Linked DNA regions of Sus scrofa: all the other regions are linked to region 1. Evidence: chromatin contacts called from public targeted proximity ligation data. All regions are on one chromosome and are shown on one strand. The core of a region is the stretch at or near the end of the contact, and the rest is flanking DNA. Distances in the headings are between cores, read along the strand shown.

Region 1 (3,380 bases), core at 670-3,169:
TCTTTCCCTCTTTAAAAGAGTTCTCCTCTCTTTGCAGTGTAGGGACTTGTAGGTGGAATCCACATGGAAGCATACCCTGAATTGCAGTTCTTGGTTGATCCTGAGTAAACCCATTTTTACTGGAGAAATAAATGGCAATCTATTTGTTTTACATCAATATTATAATAGGCGTGTGTGTGTATACACTTTATAATTAATTATATATATTTTAAATTTAACACTCATATAGCCCTTACCATGCACAAGTCACTATACATTACAAATAGTAATAACACTAGGGGGTAGATACTTTAATTACCCTCATTTTACAAATGAAGAAACTAAGGCAAAATTTGGATATGCCCAAGGAAACAGGTAGCTGGTGGCAAAGCTGAATTTGAGTAGTTTGGCTTCTAAGTCCATACGTTTTAGGGTGAGCTAAATAAGTATATTGGGAAATACGAGAGGACAAACTTTTACTGGTAAGTGAGTGACAAAAATGTTTGGTGACTATTGTTCTAGACTAGACTTTAGCCAACCAATCAGACATAGCCATTCCTAATCTCAAAATTGAAAGGGATTTTGGAGATGATGGAGTCCATCCTTTTTTCCACTGACAGATGGTCTTCTGCATGTAGAGGAAGAAGGAACTAAATGAAATTGGGGTAGGGTGATGGTTCAGATGAGAATCCTGGGGACATTTACACTTGTCTTCAGAGACAACTATACCTAACAGATGTAAAGTTTTTCTGGTGGTAATAGTCTACGTTTTCCTATTAAAAAAAAATATCGGTTTTGCAGTTTTTTTCTAGTTACTAATTTTATTTAAAAGACTTGCTTGTTTCTGAGATATGGAAAAAGTGAGGATGGGAGGCTGAATACCTGGAGGGGATCCCAGACCAAAAGAAAGTTCCTGCTTATGTATCCCTAGGTGGGTGCTCTTTTATGTGGCTTGGGTGCGGTGGTTCTAATTCAAGAATAATCAAAGGTAAAATATCCTTGAAATAATAGATCAACGGGAAAGATAAAATTTACCCAAGTCTAATTTCTGCCTATACGCTTTCCGTTTGAAGTGAATATTCTGTCTCCTCCCCCCATTCCTCATCTTAGTCATCTTAAACATCTCTCCACGTATCCGTCAGCTCGCTTAGCTGCGTTATAAATGAAGAAGGGCAGGTTTAACCTTATATGGTATCATTACTGTTTTCAGATGTGTGAAGTTGGATGACGTTTGTGGCGTCAGAGAAAAAGTTTTGGAAAGACCAGAGTTCTAAGTCAGGGAATAAGTCATCCATCACTTAAAAGACTGTATGGGGTATGTGTGTTGTAGCCGCAGCTCCCTCTGTTTCAAGTGGTGGGGTCTTAGGAAAAGCCAGTGGAAGATGTGACAGGCAGGAACGCTGTGCTAAAGTGGGAGTAGCAAACAAAAGTCCGCCCAGCTTTTATTTCCCGGCAGTGGAAAGTTCTTGAGTTCCCCTTACAGGCCAGTTCGGTGGTGTGGGAGAGGGGGCCCAGCCTTCCTTCCGTTCTTCCAGCCTCGCTAAGAACTTCGTGGGCAGATGAACAATCCTTTCCAAGGACTTGCCCGCAGCTAGGCAGCCCAGGTAAGACGTCCCACGTGCGCCCAATCGGCTCCAAGGCGCGCGTTCCCACTGAGCACGGAGGAACCAACCCCAGGCCCTGGCTACCCAGGTGGGTGTGGCTTTCGTGGTGGCTCCGCCCCCTCGAGCTCGTCGCGCGGGGCCGCCCGGGCGGGGCGAGGGAACGGGCAAGAAAGGGCGGGGAGCGAGCGGTGTGGGTGTGCTCGTGCCCGCGCTCGCGGCTGGCGTGTGGGTGGCGGCGCGCCCGTGCGCGCGCAGGGGAGAGGCTGTCCCCGGCGGCCGTTGTGGGGTTCGACTGGAGGGGCGGGAGGGTCACCTGCGAGCGGCTTCGACGCCAGCCCGCCGCGTCTGGATCGCGCCGGCTGCGAAACGCTGTTGGCTGCCCACTCTGGGAGGCTGGGGCGGAGGATCGAGCAGAGTCCGCGCCCGGCGCTCGGGACGAGGAGGAGTCGGACCTTTGCCGCCGCCGCCGCCGTCCGCGCCCGGCCGGGTAGGTGAAGCCGGAGTTGGTTGTCCACCGGCCGCCGGCGGGCGGGGAGAGGAGAAGCGAAACTTTCCGGGCGCTTCCCTCCGCGGTCCCCGGCCGTCGGCGGCGCGGGGAGGTGTCGTCGTCTCGGGCGGCGGCGGCCGACGCCATGTTGGGGTCTGTGAGAAACGGGGCGCTCCCGGCCGCTCCCCTCGCCCTGGGGGAGCCGCGCCCGCTCGCAGGACGCCGCCGCCGCTGCGGGAGGGCTCGGGGGCCGCCCGGGGGGCCGTGCCGGTGCTCGTTCTGTCCTCCGGGCCGCGGGGCGGGGGCCGGGCGGACGCGAAGCGGACCCTGAGATCGGGTGAGAAGTTGGGAGGCGCGGGGACTGGGGTCCCAGTCGTGGCCAATGGCATCTTAGGGCCCCAACATCTCTCTGTCCAAAAAGTTTGCAGGGTCTGGGCATCGCGGACGTTGTAATCTGAACAGCGTATTTTTATGTGATTGGCGGCCAAAAATGGCACCGCAGAATTTACCCTGATAGAAGCGTTGGCTCTAACGTCTTACTTACTTGGAATCTTTTAAAAGTTGTATGGTCTTTTGCCCAATTTATTTTTCCTTTATTTTTTAAATTTTTATTAAAGGCCGAGAGCTGCCTCTTCATGTTGCTTGACTATCCTTGTGCGCCCTTAGGACATTGAAGCAGTAACTTGTGAGTGTGCACTGGAAATCGTGGGTAGTATTAAGGTTACAGATAACCAAGTTCTTCTCTGTAATTCAGAGACTCACAAAGTTTGTAAATCGGTAAATACTTTCTTTGTTGTGTTTCAGTACGTCACTGAAGAACAAATTCAGTAAAGAAGGACTTAGACACGAACATTGAGAGACTCAAAGGCATGTGTTCTGTTTAGAATAAGGTGAAGTGATCTTGACATTGCGAGGTTTCCCCCCTCCTTTTGGTTCCTTAAAGGTGCTTGCCTACTGTGTTTTGAGCATTTAGATTTTTCTGTCCTTTGCGAGCTCATGGGGTCCTCAGGTTAATTCGGTATTAAGGAAAGCTTCTATTTTTAATCTCTTTGGGTCCTCACAGCACTGGAGGTGAATGGTATTAAGTTACTTATTTGGAAAGCACATGTAATCGCCTCAAAAAATAAAACTGGTGTACTGACCAAGGCATCAAAAAAGATTCAGCTTGAATCACCCCAGTAAGTGAATGTAAATTACTAGTTTTAATGAAGGCATTTGAGCTTCCAAATTCTGTTAATGAACTGAAAGGACTTTTTAACTACAAATCAGATAAACCCTTAAACATATCTTGGAGAATTTCTCTTATCAAT
Region 2 (3,453 bases), core at 498-2,997, 100 kb after region 1:
CCTCCCCCCGCCCCTGGATTGGCTTCACACACACAAATTGCTTTATTGTTGCCATTGGGCAGTGTCTCGGGAATGCTTCACTCTCCAGCTGTTTCCCCTGCCCCCTGCTCGTCTAGGGGCTAAGTTCCCCAGGGAGCTCCTTCACACCCAGGGGTTCTGCCCTGCTTCCCAGCAGGGCTTCCTGGTTTGAAGGAGGCTACATTCAGGCATGTTTGGGCCTGTCCATGAACCTGTTGGACGGACGCGTCCAGGTCTATTTGTAAGGGAACTGAGGGGTCTCCTGGGACGAACCCAGCCACTGGGTCATTCCCTCCATCGCAGTCAACTACCAGATTTACCTCCACCCACACTGAGCACAGACAAAATTCTGGTCTTCACAGAAACAGACAAAAACAAGATCAGTAAGGAAGCTATGATGAAATGCTGAAGAGAAAAATTAAGACAGTGAAGAGCTAGGAAGTGTGTGTGTGTGTGTGTGTGTGTGTGTGTGTGTGTTGATATTTGAGACATCACTGAGCTGGTGAGCAAAGATGGCAGGGGGTGTACATGGCCCCATATGGGGAGAATATTCCAGGCTGAGGGAAGAGCAAGGGTAAAGGCCCTGAGAAGACAGCAAAGGTTCTGGGCCTGAGGTCTGGAGGAGCAGCGTGAATCAGAAGGACAAGCCTAGAGTCAAGGTCAGAGCCTTTCGGGGGTGGGCGTGTGTTGGGGGTGTCCTGAGAACACAGGATTTTGCAAGCACTTGGGCTCTACTCTGAGGTGGGAAGACAGGAAGGGTTTGAGCAGAACATGGTCTGATGGGTGCTTTACCCAGGCTGCTGTGTGGCGACTGGGCTGAGGGCAGAAACAGGAAGACTGGTTAGGAGGCTGTCGCAATAATCCAGGCAAGAGACAGGGGTGGTGGGGTCTGGCTGGGAACAATGGTGGTGATGAGCCGTGGTTAGAATGTGCATGGGTTTTGAGGGTAATGCCAAGAGACTGCTAATGGGGTACCCACAAAGCGAATGATCCAGACTCTGGGTCTTGATTCTTGTCTTCTTGGACTATGCCACCTGATGGCACAGTCTGGATAGGCTAGCGATTTTTTTTTTCCCCTGAAGCAAGTTGATATTCTCAGGTATCAATTGTTAAGCAAAGATGCTAATCCTGGGGTAGGAATGGAGGCAGGCTTGGATGGGTGCTGGGTGTCAGGTGGTCCCCGGGTGTGGAAATACTGGGGACCATCCTGGTGATGGTGGTGTTGGTAGCGGTGGTTTGGGTGGGAGTGGGAGTGGCAGCTGAGTGAGTTATTTCTGTCCTGGACGGGGCCTGGCCCGCTGAGGGACTAGGGTGCCGTGGGTTCTGTTGGTTTTCAGAGAAGCCCCTTCTAATAGTGGTCACACTACACTTCGCCTGCTTCTTGAACACTTGTTCCTTTCCACGCGGACATCCGTGCCCTTGGCAGTGGGCCTGGCCCCGGGCCCTGGTGGGTCAGGGCGAGAGCCTGGCACTCGGGTGGCATTGGGACCCAGGCGTGGCTCTGTGTCTGAGGGGTTCACAGCGAGCAGGAGGGGAACCATGGAGGCCACGTGGCCAGAATCTAGTTCAGGAAGTAAGTTCGTGTGTGTAAATAAGTAGGTAAGCTCAAGGGTTACCAGGCTGTGTTTGAGAGGGGCCAGAGCTCCCTAGGAGTGGGAGAGACAGAGGCAGAGAAAGCCTGTCCTGGTGACTCACTGTCACGCTCCTTCCCCCCTCCAGGCTCTGTTGTCTGGGCAGAATGCCTTCTCCAAGTCAGCTGACTCCTGCCGGCTCTCTCCAGGCCAGCCTTCTCTCCTGACGTCCACACCTTCCGGGCACCTCAGCCTCTGCTATCCTGGATCTTGAACCCAACATCCTTCCCTGCCACCCTTTCTCCCTCCTGCTCTCAGTGCCCAGCCAGAGCCTGGAGTGCTGCTTGACACCCTCTTTCCTATTATTTGTCACAGCCGATTAATCACCGGATCCTGAGTGTCACCTCCCAAACCCCTCTCATTCCCTGGACTTTTTTTTTCCACCCTCGCAGCTCTGAGCAGAGTTCTGGGGTGGCCCCTGAGAGGCTAGCCTCCCGGTCATGTCCTCTGCTCCACCCTCCTACCCCACGACTCCCCAGACAGCCTTCCTGTGCTGTCTCTGTCCTGCGCAGGGGCTCTTGTCACCTTGGCGGGTACAGCCCTCCCACTGCAGGGCACACAAGGCCTGGCTATCTGTCCAGCCTTCAGTCTTGCAGCCCTTCCCAGCCAGCCTCTCCAAACACTGCTGACAGGGTGGGGTGGGGTAGGGGTTATGCCCAGCGCTTTCTTTTTTATGTAGGCTGGCAGCAATTGCAGACTCCTCAAGGAAATGATACAGAAGAGGCAGTGCCCTCCTTCTCCATTCTCCTGGGGCTGGGGCTGGGCTCTTTGGTGACCCAGGAGGAGAAACCCAGCTCCCTTGGCTGGGTATCTATCTCCCCGTTCGTCCTGCAGAGACATGCACTGGTTGCTATTTGCCAGTGTTCATTGTCAGGGTTGGGCTTTGCTTTGGGAAGGAGGAGGCCTGTAATTTGGGGTAGGAGGAATCTAGTTCATGGAGGAGGAGCCCCTTAGAAGGCCTAGTGCCTCTAGAGTGCTATTTATTTATTTATCTTTTTTTAGGGCTGAACCTGTGGCACATGGAAATTCCGAGGCTAGGCTAGGGGTCCAGTTGGAGCTACAACTACCGGCCTATACCACAGCCACAGCAATGCCAGATCAGACCTGCATCTGTGACTTACACCACAGCTCATGGCAATGCCGGCTCCTTAACCCACTGAGGGAGGCTAGGGATAGAACCCACATCCTCATGGATACTAGTCAGGCTCACTACCGCCGAGCCACAGTAGGAACTCCAGAGTGGTATGTATTACTCCCCTGAAACCCTAGCCAAATCAGGCTTTCTCCAACTTCCATGCTTCAGCCTCTGCTCTTCCCTCTCTGACATGGCTCATTCTTCTTGTGGCAAATTTCTTGTTTTTAGCTCACTCCAGCTCTGTATCAGCCATGGTGCCTCTCTCACCTCATCTCAGGGCTCTAGTGCTCCCTCCCCTTGAGTCCTGCTGGATGCCTTCTTCCATTCTTCCAAGTACCTAATTCTTTTTTTTTTTTTTTTAATTGTCTTTTGTCTGTTTAGGGCCCCACCCAAAGCAAATGGAGGTTCCCAGGCTAGGGGTAGAAATTGGAGCTGTAGCCACCGGCCTACTCACAGCCACGGCAATGCCAGGTCCAAGCTTCATCTGCAACCTATACCACAGCTCACAGCAATGCCAGATCCTTACCCCACTAAGCGAGGCCAGGGATCAAACCCGTGTCCTCATGGTTGCTAGTCAGGTTTGATAACCGCTGAGCCACGATGGGAACTCCCCGAGTACTTAATTCTCCTGCAGTGTTTGTGTGTCTGACATAGGTTACCCCCGCCCCA
Region 3 (3,611 bases), core at 212-2,711, 120 kb after region 1:
GGGTATCCAATGAACAGTATTTACCTTTTGGGATAGTGAAGAGATTTTTGCTTTTTTATGTATTGTATTTCTATGCACCAAAAAGTGAGAGTATGGAACAATTTATCTTGTTTTGCTTTTCTGCATTTGATTTTCAAATAAATCCAAATCACTCTCTTCTGGGAATTTTTGTGCTGAACAATCCCGCTTCAAGGTCATGAAGTTATGGTTTCCTGGCCTCAGAAGGCCTGTCAGCACAAACTCGCCCTTGCGACTTCCTCAATTGCCTCTGCCAAGCCCGTCACCTTGATTTCCCATCTTCGGTTGTGAGGAGTCATTTCATTGCTGCTCTTTAACTTCAGATTCACTTATATTCCTTGAGGCGCTCGAGGAGTTGATTTTTTTTTTTTTTTTTTTTTTTTTTTTGGTCTTTTTAGGGCTGCACCCGTGGCATATGGAGGCTCCCAGGCTAGGGGTGGAATTGGAGCTGTAGCTGCTGGCCTATGCCACAGCCACAGCCACAGCCACGCCAGATCTGAGCCTTGTCTGTGACCTACACCACAGCTCACAGCAACGCCGGATCCTTAACCCACTGAGTGAGGCCAGGGATCAAACCTGCGTCCTCATGGACACTAGTCGGGTTAGTTAACTGCTGAGCCAGGATGGGAAATTCCAGTTGATTTTTGAAGTGAATCAGTTAAAATGTTCTACTTTTCTCCCTCGGGTGGGTTCACAAGCTCAAGATGACAAGTGCTTCCATGGAGAAAAAGTATGAAACTTCCTCAGTAAGACTGTCTAGCGTTTGGTGCCTACCTTTTTCACCTAAGAACAAAGACAGATGATTTATACTAGGGAGAAGTTCTATCTGCAGCCAGAAAAAACAAGGACCTTCACTACTGCAAGATAACTTTACAAAACATTGATGAAAAAACAGAATGCATGACCTTTAGGAGTGTTCTAAGTACTTTTCTCAGAAACCAAAGCCAGACCAAGAAATGAAATCTGGTTTTCAGTGCAGGTCTGCCCTCTATGGGCTAGATACTCAATTTATTCATTTCACGAAGTCAGCCTTACTAAGAAGGTGGGTCTTTTAAAATCCTCAAGTCCCTGGAGCAAAATTTGTCTCTTTTTATCTCCACTGGGATGAGCTGTAGTCGTGTGAAGTCTTCTATAGGACCCCCTGCCTTTGTGGTCCCTTGCTGGTCAGGGATGGCTGGTGTTGGGCTCAGAATGTGACTCAATGACTAGACAGTTTACCCGAAATTGCAGTAGGAATTTTAGACTAAGAAAGGGGAAGTTGAAGCAAAGTGCCTTCCTTTCTGCCTCCCTGGGTGCCGTGTCCTTTTCTAGCACAAGGAGTGACACAGGGTTAGCAGTTTCTATTTTGGTCACATCAGAATCAGTGATGAGCACACGGGGGATGGCCAGCCGAGAATTTCACTACTTTGTGAAATTGCCTCTATGTACCAGCTTTGCCTGTGATTATCTTTGATGTTTGGTATTGACCCGTGTCAGAGACACCTAGCATGGATTCCTTAGGCAGTGACCCATGTGTCACCAATTCTACTCCTGTCAATGTAGCACCTCTGGGCCCTGTGGCCACATATCTGGCACCATGCAGGTGGGCACTTAGGTGAAAATGCACCTGTGTTTGAAGCCCCCTTTAAATGGGTTACTTTGGATTTCTTGCCCTGAGACAAAGCTTGTTGGGACTAAACATGTTTAAGGCAAAATGAAGAAGGCTGAAGGAGAAAACCCATCCAGAATCATGGCAGAAAGTTAACTTTCAGGTATGCATTTTTATATTGACAGATCTTAGCAAAGAAGTCATATCTACTAAGCACTCACGAAGTGCCAGGTACAGCATTAAATATGTTACATGGATGACCTCATTCACCTCCTCCCAGCAGGAGGTAAGTATTTTTATAATCTGTTGCACAGGTCAGGAAGAAGAGGATGGGAGTGGGTAAGTGGCTGCAAAATGTGACATCCTGGGTATACTACAGAGCGAGGATTCCAGTCCAGGTCTGGGCCCCTAGCCTCCCCCACAACAGCTGCTCATTTAGGGCATGATTTTGCTAACTAACGGGGCAAAGGCAAGGAGGGGCCCCTTTACTGAGGACATGATGCCAAACCACATGAGTGCCCACATCCTCTATGCCTTTACAAATATTAACCTTTTTTCCTGGGTTTTCTATCAGACCTGGGATATTTCAGAATAAATGTGCTGGCAATTAAATTAATTACCTAGGAGTTCCCATCTTGGCTCAGTGGAGATGAGTCTGACTGGCATCCATGAGGATACAGGTTAAGTCCCTGGCTTTGCTCAGTGGGTTAAGGGTCCAGCGTTGCCGTGATGATGTGGCTCAGATCCTGTATTACTGTTGCTGCGGCTGTGGCATAGGCCGGCGGCTGTGGCATAGGCTGGCACCTGCAGCTCCAATTCGAACCCTAGCCAGGAAACCTCCATATGCCCCGGGTGTGGCCCTAAAAAGACCAAAGACCAAAAAAAAAAAAAAAAAAAAAAATTAACTAGCTAAAGGTCTTCCATAGAAACTGAGTGGAAAGAAACCTGAGTAGTCTTTGTCGCATAGTCAGCTGTGGAGGAAACCAAGGGAAGGGACTTGGAAGGCCCTTGCTGGGTCCTTCCAGGTGCCAGATGTGGAGGCTGAAGAGACTTATAACAGGCTATGCCTCAATCCACTGGGAAATATCTGGTTTAATCCCCTGTCCCTCAAGAAAAATGTAAAAAATAAAGCATTATATTCTTCAAGACCAAAGCTATCATAATTTCTCCTATACATCTTGTGGATGTTAATTTTACTAAAAATTTTTTTTAATTAAAAACAAATTTTGGAGTTCCTGTCGTGGCTCAGTGGTTAACGAATCTGACTAGGGACCATGAGTATTCAGGCTCAATCCCTGGCCTCGCTCAGTGGTTTAAGGATCTAGTGTTTCTGTGAGCTGTGGTGTAGGTCACAGCTGTGACTCGGATCCTGTGTTGCTGTGGCTGTGGCGTAGGCTGGAGTCTACAGCTCTGATTAGACCCTTAGCCTGGGAACCTCCATATGCCTTGGGTGCAGCTCTAGAAAAGACAAAAAGACAAAAAAAGAAAAAACAAATTTTTATTATAGTTGATTTACAATGTTCTCTCAATTTCTGCTATACAGCAAAGTGACTCAGTCATTCATATACCTATATTCTTTTCTTCACATTATCCTCCATCATGTTCTATCACAAGTGATTAGATATAGTTCCCAGTGCTATACAGCAGGACCTAATTGCTTATCCACTCCAAATGCAATAGTTTGCATCTACTAACCCCAAATTACCAGTCCAACCCACTCCCTCCCCCTCCCCTTTGGCAACCACAAGTCAATTTTTTTTTTTTAATCTTAAAAATTTATCTTTATTTATTTAGGCCACAGTGTGCAGTGGCTTGATGTGGGATTTCAGTTCCCAAACCAGGGATTGAACCCAAGCCCCAGAGGTGAAAGCAGCCAGTCCTTACCACTTCACCACCACGGAATTCCCCTGTGGATGTCAATTTTAAAAATCTTGACTATATGAACTTACATTGACTTCTAAACTACGTAAAGTCTCCATTGGCTTAAAATTGTCTTCCATCCACT

The links.
Region 2: a targeted proximity ligation map of alveolar macrophages shows a contact between it and region 1. A contact is called at or near these places in 7 of 47 Hi-C or Micro-C datasets (blood, heart right ventricle, psoas muscle and 1 more) and 2 of 2 datasets of targeted methods (alveolar macrophages and skeletal muscle).
Region 3: a contact with region 1 is called in a targeted proximity ligation map of alveolar macrophages. A contact is called at or near these places in 6 of 47 Hi-C or Micro-C datasets (alveolar macrophages, blood, brain and 2 more) and 2 of 2 datasets of targeted methods (alveolar macrophages and skeletal muscle).

The regions. Positions count from the first base shown.
Region 1 is chr4:41,533,471-41,536,850 of Sscrofa11.1, reverse strand. PLEKHF2 (pleckstrin homology domain-containing family F member 2) reads left to right here and starts at 1,919. Exons shown (of 2, transcript XM_021089079.1): 1 at 1,919-2,070.
Region 2 is chr4:41,429,400-41,432,852 of Sscrofa11.1, reverse strand. The region is part of intron 2 of LOC106510019 (a long non-coding RNA gene); the gene reads left to right. Among named protein-coding and RNA genes, the nearest start is that of C4H8orf37, 57 kb to the right of the region's middle.
Region 3 is chr4:41,412,456-41,416,066 of Sscrofa11.1, reverse strand. No RefSeq gene overlaps it. Among named protein-coding and RNA genes, the nearest start is that of C4H8orf37, 41 kb to the right of the region's middle.